2 separate regions of the Gossypium hirsutum genome follow, and region 1 is linked to region 2. The links are chromatin contacts, called in public Hi-C maps. All regions are on one chromosome and are shown on one strand. The core of a region is the stretch at or near the end of the contact, and the rest is flanking DNA. Distances in the headings are between cores, read along the strand shown.

The links. Hi-C and Micro-C count contacts between places; a contact is called where the count stands out from the background.
Region 1: a Hi-C map of leaf shows a contact between it and region 2, with 2.3 times the contacts expected there. The contact joins the promoter of LOC107891281 here to the promoter of LOC107891187 in region 2. A contact is called at or near these places in 5 of 34 Hi-C or Micro-C datasets (leaf and seedling).

What each region holds. Positions count from the first base shown.
Region 1 is chrA11:93,059,156-93,065,730 of Gossypium_hirsutum_v2.1, reverse strand. LOC107891281 (cationic amino acid transporter 4, vacuolar) reads left to right here and starts at 3,045. Exons shown (of 14, transcript XM_016816038.2): 1 at 3,045-3,414; 2 at 3,808-4,009; 3 at 4,106-4,190; 4 at 4,284-4,424; 5 at 4,503-4,621; 6 at 4,713-4,809; 7 at 5,281-5,453; 8 at 5,565-5,631; 9 at 5,754-5,912; 10 at 6,012-6,273. The coding sequence starts at 3,255. LOC107891302 (BTB/POZ and MATH domain-containing protein 4) reads left to right here. Exons shown (of 4, transcript XM_016816055.2): 2 at 1-283; 3 at 433-712; 4 at 1,300-1,817. The coding sequence ends at 1,571.
Region 2 is chrA11:92,453,918-92,460,537 of Gossypium_hirsutum_v2.1, reverse strand. It overlaps LOC107891187 (probable polyribonucleotide nucleotidyltransferase 1, chloroplastic), which reads right to left and starts at 2,633. Exons shown (of 25, transcript XR_001682143.2): 1 at 2,119-2,633; 2 at 1,542-1,610; 3 at 1,273-1,379; 4 at 1,139-1,181; 5 at 561-644.

The sequences.
Region 1 (6,575 bases), core at 1,796-4,295, 600 kb before region 2:
TTGCTTAAAAATAAATTGCACTGTTGGTGTTGTGGTTTCTGAAACAGACTGCCCAAGGTTGCACTCAATACGGGTCCCTGAGTCTGATATCGGTTCCCATTTTGGCATCTTATTGGAAAATGAAGAAGGGTCAGATATTACTTTTAATGTGTTTGGGGCAAAGTTTCATGCTCACAAGCTGGTATTAGCTGCTAGGTCTCCTGTATTTGAAGCTGAATTTTCTGATCGGATGGAAGATGATAATGAAATAGTTGTTACAGATATGGAGCCTAAGGTTTTTAAGGTAACACTTTCTAAGCGTTACCTCATTTCACTTACCTTAGATTTGGCTGTAATTCTGCTTAAATTCATGTTAGCTCTTTATATGGCACTAGAATCTGCTGTTGGTGTGGTCTTATTTTCCTAAAATTCTCTATTATGTGTATTTGACAGGCTTTGCTGCACTTCATATACAGAGACAGTCTTATTGATGATGAGGAGTTCGTTGGGACTAGTTCATCTTCTATGCCATCTGTATCGGATGCATTGGCTGCAAAGTTGTTGGCAGCAGCCGACAAATATGACTTGCCTAGACTTAGACTGATGTGCGAATCTGTACTCTGCAAGGATATATCTGTGAACTCAGTCGCAAATATTTTAGCGCTGGCTGATCGTCATCATGCCATGGATCTAAAAACTGTTTGCTTAAAATTTGCTGCTGAAAATCTTGTTGGTAAGTTTTCAGTTCTTTTTTTTCTCTTTTCCAAATTTTATGTTATATAGAAGCACTGGACGTCACCATGTGCAGGGTAAAGTCTGGTGGCCCTTTTCCAAATGTCTTGAGGTGATTCTCAGCATTCACAATTATGATGAACATGGAAAAAAAGTAGTATTTCCCTTTCCTGGCATGTTTGTGTGTATTCCAAATCTGAAAATGTCTTGAGATGATGCTAAGCATTCTGATTTATGATGAACGTAGTTTCTGAGAAGGGTCATATTTTGTATTTCTGGTTCTTGCTGTTTATGGACCCAGGCTCCGGGCAGCCTGCTGGTCTTACCTATTTGAGGTCAGGCTTCTGCGATGTTTTTCAAGCCTAAGTCAGCCTGTCCCAGCCCATGGGTCAGGTCAGTACCGAGTATTCCAGATCATTAAAGTGTCTTTTAGATAACATCATCTCATGTGGCCATTCTTTCCTCTTTGTGAGGCTTTTTGCTCTTCAGAAGTTCCTGAAGTTAGTGAAAATCCTGGAATCAAGAGCAGAGCCTAAGGTTCTCAGCACTCTTAACTTTGTCCAGTTTCTGACTATTCTATCGGTGCAGCTGTTATGCGTTCGGACGGTTTTGAGTATCTCAAAGAAAACTGCCCATCACTGCAGTCAGAGCTACTCAAGACCGTTGCGGGATGTGAGGAAGAATTCAGTGGTGGCGGAAAGAGCCGGAGCGTGTGGGCACATCTTTCTGATGGTGGTGATACAATTAACCGGAGTGTAAGGCAACAAACCTGGGAAAACGGAGGGGAACAAAATCAAGGCATGTGGGTTCAGCTTGATGGTGGTGGTGATGGCGAGGGGAGTCCAAGGCGAGAGGAATGATGCCGCAGCCGCAGCTGATGGGAATATTGGTACATTGTTTTTACAACTAACTTTGGAGGACATTAGATAGGGATAAAGCAAAAGAAAAGAAAAGAAAAACTATTAATTAGCGAGGAAAACATTTGCCTTGGCCTCTTTTTATCTCTATCTTATGAATGTTTCTTTTTTCTTTTAATGTTTTCATGTTGTTGTATTGTATGTTGTGTCTGTGACTAAGTTACCTTTGCAATGTACTTATGTTGGGCACATGCTACAGTATAATTTGCTCTTTAGGTTTGTATAAAAATATTAAATAAATAATCTTAAAAAAGAAAACAAAAAATCCATTGAAAATCATGTTTACCAACCATAAAGTATTACTGTATGTAAATATATGCGTGTTGATTCTCATGTTGTCGCTTGTAAGAACCTAGACGGATTCAGTGATTAGGTTCAGAAAGCAGCTCTTTTATTCTTTCCTTTAAAACAAGAAAATCCTTTGAAGCGATTGATTGGATCTTTGGCTAAAGTATTTTATAGGCCTCACTTTCACTTTTGTAATTTTATATACAAACAAACTATACATGATAGAAGGCTTGATGTTTTCCAATTTTAAAAGCTTAAATTTTACTTTTTTTTTTTTAATTTTAAAAGTTGTATCCAAACTGTAAGTACTAGTTTCTTGCATAGAATATTTTAGGTGTCGAATAATGATGATCCAAAAAATAATTTGGAGTCACGAGTCAATTAGATAATGATGAGTTTACTTTTATTTTATAAAGTAAATTATAATATTTTGAAAATATTTTTGTTATTTTATATATTTTATATTGAAAAATAGAAATATGAATAAATATAATAAGATTTAAATTCAAACCCCAATATTTTTTAGTAATTATATTTTTATCATTTAACCAAAATTTCATATATTATTTTTATATATATTTTATAAATATATGTATTACATAATTTCTTTTTTCACTATGAAATAAGCCAAAATATAATTTCAATTATATATATTACATATATATATATCAAATTATGCGATACATAACAGATTATGTGTTTCATTACATAAGCATGTAGTTTTCACTTTCACATTCCTCAATTACCAGTATTAGTAATATATATATATTTCATATTAATATAATAAAAAGTACTCAAAAATATATATAGTAAATTTTTTTATAGATAAAATAAAAATAAATTGTTTTAACTTTATAAAAAAAGATATCATATATTTATTTATTCTGTAATTAAAAATTAGTTATCATTAAGTATCAATACTTAAAAAGGCTATTTCATAATTATTTTGATGGAGTTGTACAATATTAAATTGTGAATGGTATTTCAACAAGAAGAAAATTGTAATTGACAAAAAAAAAAAAAACAAAAATTTAACTGATGTTATCGCATTAATGCTGTTTTAATGGTTTCTTTGTTTAGATTGGATGGGGATATAAATATGAAGACTCTTTTACACGTAACCACGACGTGTTCGCCCCATATTTAGACCAAAGCTGTTATCTCTCTGCCTCTCAGTTATCTCCAAAAAGTCAAAAACCTTTCTTCTTTCTAATTCTTTAACATTATTTGTCATATGGGTTTCCTGTAAATTCATCAAAAGCTCTTTCTTTTTATTCTCTACTAATAAAATTTTCACCCAACAAAACAGGAAGTAAACAAAAGGAATTTTTTTGAAGTATGATTGTTAGTATGCAAGACAAGGGTGAAGCACTACTTTCAAAGTGTTCAAAGGGTTTCAAAAGCTTAGTTAGAAGAAAACAAGTTGATTCGGTCCATGTAAGGAGAGAAGGTCACCAATTAGCCAGGAAACTAACTGCTCTTGACCTCACTGCCATTGGTATTCCTGCTATTAATTTGCTTCAATTTGTACTTCTGCTATTTGGGTTTATTTTATTTTATTTTTTGTTCATCTTATCTCATATTTTCATTTGATATATATATATATTCTGGTTTTATAGGCATTTCAGTTTATTCCTGTGCTCTCCTGTTTTATTGGTTTTTGTTTTGAAGCAAAAGTGTTGGTTGTTTCTCTGAAAATTTGGTCTTTAGTGCAGTTTTAGTCATGGAGATGGAACCAGGGTGACTGAATACTGAGCTTGTTGAATGTGGGGGTGATGGGTGTTTGTTGGTTTTCTTTAAGGATTTTAATTCATGTTTGGAGCTATAGCGGTAGTCGTTTTAGATGTTTCATACACATTGACATTTGTTAAATGAATGTTGTATTAATCAGGAGTAGGGACAACCATTGGAGCTGGGGTATATGTTCTTGTTGGAACAGTTGCTAGAGAGCACACAGGACCTGCTCTTACTGTTTCATTTCTCATTGCCGGACTAGCTGCCGCACTCTCCGCATTTTGTTATGCAGAGCTTGCTAGTCGTTGCCCATCTGCTGGGAGTGCATATCATTATACCTATATATGCATAGGGGAAAGGTAAACTAAAATCATTGGATCATTTTATATTTTCCAGTTTTTCTATATAATTGCATCTGATTTCGGTTTGTAAGGTAAGAATGTGGTTACTTGCAGTGTTGCTTGGTTGATCGGTTGGTCTTTGATTCTAGAATACACAATTGGTGGTGCTGCTATTGCTGGTGGCATATCACCCAATATAGTGAGGATTTACTTCTAAAATTTTGGCATAATACTGTAATTTATTACCTCACTTGAGCGAATGTTGTAAGATCTTCATTGCTGTGTGTTTCAGGCCTTATTTTTGGGAGGTGAAGGTAATCTGCCTGCCTTTTTGGTTCGTCACACAATCCCTCAGCTCGGAGTTGTGGTGGATCCTTGTGCAGCCATTTTAGTTCTTATCGTCACGTTTCTGCTGTGTGCCGGAATAAAGGAGGTAGACTATTGGTTTTCTATCTGTTTTAGGTGTATCTAGTTTTTTGTAAATGCTTTCATTTAACACTTGATATTACAGAGTTCACTGGTACAAACAATTGTTACAACGGTGAATGTGTGTGCCATGCTTTTCATTATAGTAGCTGGTGGCTATTTGGCTTGCAAGACTGGATGGGTTGGTTATGAACTTCATGGCGGGTAGCTATAATGATTTTTTCTTCGACTTTGCACAGTTTTTTATTTTTGTATGCTTTACTCTCCTTTTTATGTTTTCCTTTCAAGTTTGCAGGTTTTTCCCCTTTGGGCTAAATGGGATGCTAGCAGGATCCGCTATTGTGTTTTTTTCATATATAGGCTTTGATGCAGTTACTGGTGCTGCTGAAGAGGTATTACCGGATTTTCATGATGCTCTCCTGCCATTATCTCTCTTTACCATAGATAAAATAAGCACCCAAAATACTAATATGTCCTTTTACATTGAGTCCATTCACATGGCTATCAAGGCACCTTATTATGATCTATTTTTGATATATATCCTTTTCCCCCTCTTCATGGCAGATAAAAAGACCTTTACGAGATTTACCATAGATAAAATAAGCACCCTAAATACTAATATGTCCTTTTACGTTGAGTTGATTCGCATGACTGACAAGCCACCTTATTATGATCTCTTTTTGATATGTATCCTTTTCCCCTTCTTCATGGAAGACAAAAAGACCTTTACGAGATTTACCATAGATAAAATAAGTACCCTAAGTACTAATATGTCCTTTTATGTTGAGTCGATTCGCATGGCTGACAAGCCACCTTATTATGATCTCTTTTTGATATATATCCTTTCCCCCTCTTCATGGCAGACAAAAAGACCTTTACGAGATTTACCGTTGGGCATAGGGATGACTTTGACACTGTGTTGTATTTTGTACATGCTCGTATCAGTTGTTATTGTCGGCTTAGTTCCATACTATGCATTGAATCCAGACACTCCTATCTCCTCAGCTTTTTCTGCCAACGGAATGCAGTGGGCTGCGTAAGCATTGTATTCTTTTGGTAGTTCATGGTGTTGTTTCATTCTTTAAGTTTTAAGGCCTGCGCTCCAAAACTTACTTTCGAACTCCATGTTCGGTTTTTATACTTGTAGATACATAGTCACAGCTGGGGCAGTTACTGCTCTCTGTGCAAGTTTGATGGGTTCACTTCTTCCTCAGGTAAGTTGATATTTACTTAGAATTAGTAATTCTGGTTCATCCTTCTATTGCTGCTTAACTGGTTCTAAATTTGCACGAGGATGGGGTATTGTACATGTTTGACTTTATGCATATTTCTTCAGCCACGACTCTTGATGGCAATGGCCAGGGATGGATTATTACCTGCATTCTTTTCTGACATCAGTACACGCACCCATGTTCCAGTAAAGAGCACAGTGACAACCGGTATGCTTGCTGCAGTATTGGCTTTTTTTATGGATGTTTCGGAATTGTCCGGGATGGTAAGTTGTTTCATACCAATTAACTATGAAGTACAAAAGTTTGTGGCGAAGAATGTATGTCTGTTAAGCATAAGATGCTTTTTTCTATCTCTGGTGCAGGTTAGTGTTGGTACTCTGCTTGCATTCACTGTTGTTGCAATTTCGATCTTAATACTCAGATATGCTCCTCCAGAAGAGGTGCCACTTCCATCATCTCTTCAACAGTTCATTGATTCAGTGAGGAAGCAACTTGATGATGATAGTCAGTCGATGGAAAGAAAAGAATTTAATGATGTTGATATTGTCGAGCAAAGTCCAAGTCAGTCAGATCATGGGGAGGCTTCAATTCAGTATCCTCTTATTGAAAAGCAATTCTCTGAAGGTAATCAAGGTATACAAGTTCATTCAGATGGCAGTGTGCAGAATGAATGAAATTACGCAAAGAAATGCAACAATTTAACTATAGCTTATATTTGTTAATAAAGGAGGCCTTGGATCCCTTCTGTATTGACCTCTCATAGTCAAAGAAGTAAAACGTACTCGTACATCCTTCTTATTATCTAGAATCTGCCCGTTTTTGTTGCTTTTGCTTTCAGAATTAGCATAGCCTATATCATTAATGAAAAATGCATTTGTTTACCATGTGACCGCATGTAGTTTTCATTTTCTCTAATGATAGCATTT
Region 2 (6,620 bases), core at 1,384-3,883:
AATAAATAACAATGACATGTTCCAAGTTGTGTGAAAGGGTAATGCATGTAGATGATTTGCATTTGAGTAACAAGTTGTGCTCTACACAAAAGCATAATCATATTGTAAAATTTCAAATCATGGTCAAGCTTCCGGGTCAGGCACTTTCTGTAAACCCAAAAAACAACTAATGAACAAGGATGCAGTCCTTCAAATTAAACAGAAATCAGAAAAAAAGAAAAAAAAAACAGCCAAAAAACGAAGCAGCTTATCAAGCATGGAAAACAAAAGGGTTGGTTACCTCTCATTTTAGCTAACATTTGAAACAATATGAAATAATTATTATTTAGACATTGCAGATAATTAGGCTTTGAAACCTTATCGTGTAGATTTAAAACAACTGCATAGATAAAGTTCACTTATTTTCTACACCATCATGTGTTTAAGAATCACCACAGTATCAAATTTTAGAAAATGAATTTTCACCGAAAAATTCAAAATATAAGTCAAAATTACATAAAATTCAACAGACGCTGGCTAAAAGAAAAACAATCATGTGAAGAAAAAGAAATAAGGTTTACCCAAGATAGTAACTGAGTTTCATGGTAGAATCCCTTAAGCATAGTTGGGCGCAATGGCCTATCAATCATCCGACAAATAAGAACCTACAAATAACAAAAGAAAAAAGAATAGATAAATGACACATTAAAAGGCATTTGCATCAGTGACTCATGAAGACATGGAAGCCATAAAATAACAAAAAAAAACAACTGCAGCCTTCAGTAAGTTACTAAAGAAAATAGCTCCTCAAACACCAAGTGCTGAGCCAAATTGAACTACTCATATTGTCCTAGGATTGTCAAATTTAAATACTTATTTTTAAGAAAACTGAAACAGGAAAGTTACATATAAAAGTGGTCAAACTAATAGTCTGCCTAGTGGAGTCTCTTACTTTTTAAAGGTAACTATGAAAGAGTAATAAGGGAAACTGAAGCATTAATATACTGACTATTAGAACAAGGACATTTTAGTTGCGACAATTTACAATGATAAAGTGATGAAATGATAGGATGGATGGAGCATGTCCATGGTTCCAAGAATTCTTCATACGTCAACTAGGTCTAAAAATTTTCCATGCTTGGATAGCAGTGATTAGTACCTCATTGTCCTTTGTCTTCCCTTCGCGTTTAAAGAAACCACCACTGAAGCAATAGAAAAAAGTTTAAGCATGATATACATAAGTTCATTTCAAGTAATTAATTAAACTAATACATAGGTTGGAAAAAGACACACCTAGTCCGACCTGCTGCCGAAAATCGTTCTTGATATGTAACACTAAGCGGGAAAAAATCAGAAGGCTCACTTGGGACATCTGACAAACAAACAGATGTGTATACAATCTACAAAAAAAAAATAATAATAATAATAACAAAAATAATAAACCCTACTATTTCTTTTGATATATGAAATATACATATATAATATACAAATCTAAATGCAATGAATTTTAATATTTTTTCATAGGAACACATTACTCATCCACGGAAGGAATTAACACTTACTGTTTCTCCATCAGTTGCCATCACAGAACCACTAGCTTGCCTCCCTATATGACCTGTCTCAATCAGAATCTGCAATAAGCAACAAAATTACTTATGCATTCAGCAAATAACATCAGGTTGAGTTCAGTATTCGCCTGATTATCATCATGAAACACAACAAGTAACAACACCAAAACAAAACTAGCATTTCAACTAACCCAAAGCGCAAAAGCTGAGCAAGAAAAGAAATGCAGAAAAATGTATGGCCGCTACTTTCTAAGAGAAAACTGCCTATATATGTCCCAACTATTGCATTAGCAACTACTTAGCATACACTCATTTCCTAAACATTTCCATTATCAAGTTCCCGTAACACATTATGTTAAATTTGCTCAGATTTTTTTTCGCAAAGCCAATGGTAAAAAGGCTACATTCAATCAAAAGCAAGCACCTTTTAAATAGTTAAAATATTTAGATAACAAAATTCATGGTTCTAAATTTAAGTTGTAAATCACTTGAAGAATTTGTTTTTACTTTGTACTCCATCTACGACTAAATTTTGGTATTAGGAGTAAAATAATAAGTTCCCTCAGCTTACCTCTCTATCTCCAAAGGGAATTTTGACAGAAACAGGTGGCAGTAAACCAGAACCACCAGCACCAGCTCCCCCGGCAGCAGCAGCAACAGACTCGGAAACTTCCGGCTCGGCCAAAGCTTTAACGGCAAAGCGGTTACATCTGACGCCATCTCGCGATAAAAGCAGTGAGAGAGAGCAAAACTTAGAGGTTTTTTTGGGACTAAGAAAGCGAGGGCGATTTGGAAAAGATGAAAGAAGTTTGCAACGGCCGGAGAAAGCGAAATGCGAAGGTTGAGCATAACACGCCGTGCTTCGTACGCCGCTAGGGTTTGCCAGCATTTCGTTTTTTTTTTCCTTTTTTTTTTTTTTTGAAGTTTCAGAGCTTGGAGAGGGAGAAAAGAAGAAAAAAGAGAAGGTTTATCCGTTTCCAAGGCGCGCTACGGGTAAAGAGAGTGGAAGGGAACGGAGATGACGTAGTTTGGGCTCATAATGGATATTGATTCAATGGGCCTATCTATATTACCCATTCGTCCGTCAATTACGGGCTTCTAATTTTCAATGAATTTAATGAGTCCTTACGTGAATCCCTTTTAACGTTAAAAATCCACTTGTTTATTATCAAATTGGCTAAATTGAATTTGGTCCCTTAACTTGTCACCTTCTCCCGAATTTCAAATTGGTACTTGCAGGTTCATTCCGTCAATTAATTTAGTACTTTTTATGAAACACGGTATAAAGTCAGAAATTTTGGACCTAGTAAAGAGATTACGAGCTATTCGTAGAAGTGTTATACTATTAAGTTTCGTACGGGATGTAACCCTTATGCCACATAATGGCTGTAGACCCTAAAAAAAGACGTGTGTAGAAATAAACACTAAAGAGATTTCAAGAGAAATAAATGATTCAATGATCTGATCAAATAAAATAATATTACTATGGTTCGAGAGAAAGTAAAAGTCTCTACTTCGACTCGGACACGACAGTGGAAGTGTATTGAATCAAGAACAGATAGTAAGCGCCTTTATTATGGACGCTTTATTCTGTCTCCACTTATGAAAGGCCAAGCCGACACAATAGGCATTGCGATACGAAGAGCTTTGCTTGGAGAACTAGAAGGAACATGCATTACACGTGCAAAATCTGAGAAAATACCCCACGAATATTCTACCATAGTAGGTATTCAAGAATCAGTCCATGAAATTTTAATGAATTTGAAAGAAATTGTATTGAGAGGGAATTTGAAAGAAATTAAATCCTTTTAGAACTCTTATATATATAAAAAAACAATATTCTTTAAGGGTTATTTTATTTCTAATTAATTAAATTAATATGAGGTAAATAATAAATAAATGAGTTTAGTCCTTATAGAATCCTCAAATGAAGAAGTTAAATTCTAAAAGAACTCTCACTTGACTAATTGGCACTATAAAAACAGGTTACCTCCAAACCTTTAACACACATTAACAAGTTCAAGAAGTTCAGAAATCATCTGTAGAAATCTTTGAAGAAATTTTGATGAACAACATATTAGTTCTGAACAAAAGCTACCTTCCAATCCAAGTTCAACCAAGAAGAGGACCAAAAGTTGTTTTTGAAAAAAGTTGCCTTTTGATCCATTTCAACTAATAGAAAGGAGACTAAACTTTTTTTTCAAGATCAAGCCTAAAAGGCCTTTGAAGCAGAATCTTCCATCCAATATTGAATCTAGACAACACTTAGGTCAAAACTCTCCTCAATTCAATTGCATCAACGTAAAAAATATAAAACCCATTTTCAAGATAAGGTTCGATGACTCAAGACAAACTCAACCATCTAAGATCAAGTCTGGATGATCTTTCCATCCAAACTCTCTCCAAACCTCTTTTTAAGATCAAATCTTGACAACTCATGAATCCAAATGAAATTAATTTTTCAAGCAAGTATCTCGCCTTCAAGATCAAGTTTCGACAATCCTTGAATCAATGCTCTATCAAAGAGAAGAACCAAATGAGATTTTTTTTTTTGCAATCAAGAAATATTCGACTTGAAATTTGTGGGTCCACACTGTTTAACTTGGGATAGGTGACATTCTTGTATTTTGAAACATGGAATGATAATATTGTATATATAATTTAAAGAAAAAAATTTTAAAAATTAGAAAAATAGAAGAGATTAAAAATATAAAAATAATTTAAAATTTAAAATAATATGTTTTTAAATTCTAAAGTACAATATATATGTATAAAAATTTCAAATCTAAAAATTTAAACTTTCTTTTCATTTTCAAATTTAATCATAGAACTAAAAAAACCAACATCTTGAAATCAATTAAGGCCTCGTTCTTCATTCCTTTTCTGATGGGCTTTTGCTCAAAAAACTGCTTTTTCTTTAAAAGCAATAGAAAACAAACAACAGTGTTGAAATTTTTTTAACTTAAATTAAGCACTTTTGCACAGATGAAAAAGGAGAAATTTTGAGCTTTTCTCAACCAAAAGTGCTTCTTGGCTGGTATTTTACTATTTTAACCTTGCTGCTTTTTCTAGACATTAGAAGATTTTTTTCCCCTTTTCTTGTCTGAACTCTACTTTTCTTGTCTGGTTTGTTCCTCTTCTCCACCACTAGTGAGTTTTATATTTTCCTTCTCATCTTCTTCTCTTTGATTTTATGAAATAATTATGAAATATAGTTTAAATTTTTCACATTTTTTCAGCTCAGTAACGTCGGCATCTTGTTAATATTTAAATATAGTTTATATATTCTAATTAAATTTAATAAATAATTAATATTAATTACTTAGAAATATTTAAAATTAATATTATATATTAAAATATTAACAATAAGTTATAATAAATTATTTTTTTTATATTTTTGCTAAAATATCGTAATATTAACTAATTTGAACATTATTTAAATACATATTTGTTACTTTATAATATCATGTCTAAAATGGACATTTTACTTCTCAAAAGCACTTTTTGACAGCAATACCAAACACTTCAAATTTTCAAAAGTACTTCTGAAAAGCACTCTCAAAAGCACTTTTCCACAGCACTTCTCAAAAGCATTTCTCAAAAGCATTGCCAAACTGACCCTAAACCTTTTAAGGTGAACCTCGCTACGCGTTGAAATATGAGTCACGATTTTAAAGTTCCCGGTCATTCTTAACAGATATTCTCTCGAAATATGATAGAAATAGGAAGGAAAAGATATCAAAGGATAACTTGGGATATAATTTTCGAACTTGAAACAAACCAGAAACGAACCTACGTTATAAAACAATGCGACCCAATTTCTATAAGGTTGTTAAAAACTCGAGAAGTTTTTTAAAAGGATGAAGAACCTTGACCCACTATCTATATGGAGATAGGAACCAAAGATATAGGGTTGATCGCTACACTGACAAACTTAGAAGGAAAAACAGGAGTGATAAGATCGAAATGGCGTGAACGCCATAAGAACGAATCTTGGTAAATTCAGAATAAGTTCTTAAAGAATAAAGAGAAGTTATCTCACAATTATAAAATGTTCATTCATTGGTCAACCTTCAAATGTTTACAAGACAACAATTTATACTAAAAATATGAACATGAATAGCAATTTTCAGCCATTAATAAGTTACAAGTATCAACCCATTCATGAACCAAATTAATGATGTTTGTTCATTTGTAGAAACCCATTTTTGTCCGGGCTCGTGAAATAAAATAAACAAAATTTATAAACTAAATAAATAAAATGTCCCTGTTAAATGTCCAAATTACAATAAACAGGCTTAAAGGCCTGATAACCTAAAATTTGGTTACAGCCCAATTAGTCTAAAACCCAAATACCCAGTTACACCCAACCCAACAAATAAACACGGCCCAAAGGGCCCAAACCATTAACAGAAGATAGAGGGCCTAAGGTTTTTGAAACCCAGGCGCCGCAAGCACCCCGACACCAGGCCTTATCTCGCGCCGCAATCGGCGCGCCAATCCCACCACAGGCAGATTCGCGTCATCAGCGCACGATCATCGCCGATTCTCTCGTCGTCACCTGCAAAAGGAAAGAAACAACAGAGACAAATACCAATATAGTAAGAAATAAATATTGTAATATTTTATGTTGATTTCCAGTGGCTATAAATGCCCGAATCAAAACAATGTAAAAGGAATGAGTTTTTTACAAGCACATATACAATAAAAATACAGCAGTTTATCGAAGAAACAGAGGTGATTCGTTTTTATCCTCTCTTTTTTTTTCTTTCTTTTTGTTATGAATATATACATATAAAATACTAAAAAATAAATAAAAAGAGGATTACCTCTCGATTCGCTGTGAAAAGTGAGGCTATACGAATTTCGACCGCCGTGTGTGGTGGAGTTGACAGCGGCATGTGGGCGCGTGGGTGCGTGGGAGCCCGATGACGGAGGCTCGACAGAGCTCTGAGGGCCTGCTCTCTACCCCATTTCAGAGGTTTCTTTAGTTTTTTTTTTAAAACAGGTTAAAAATGAATTTTAGGGGCCAAAATTTGGCTTATATAGCCTCATGGAAACGACGTCGTTTTG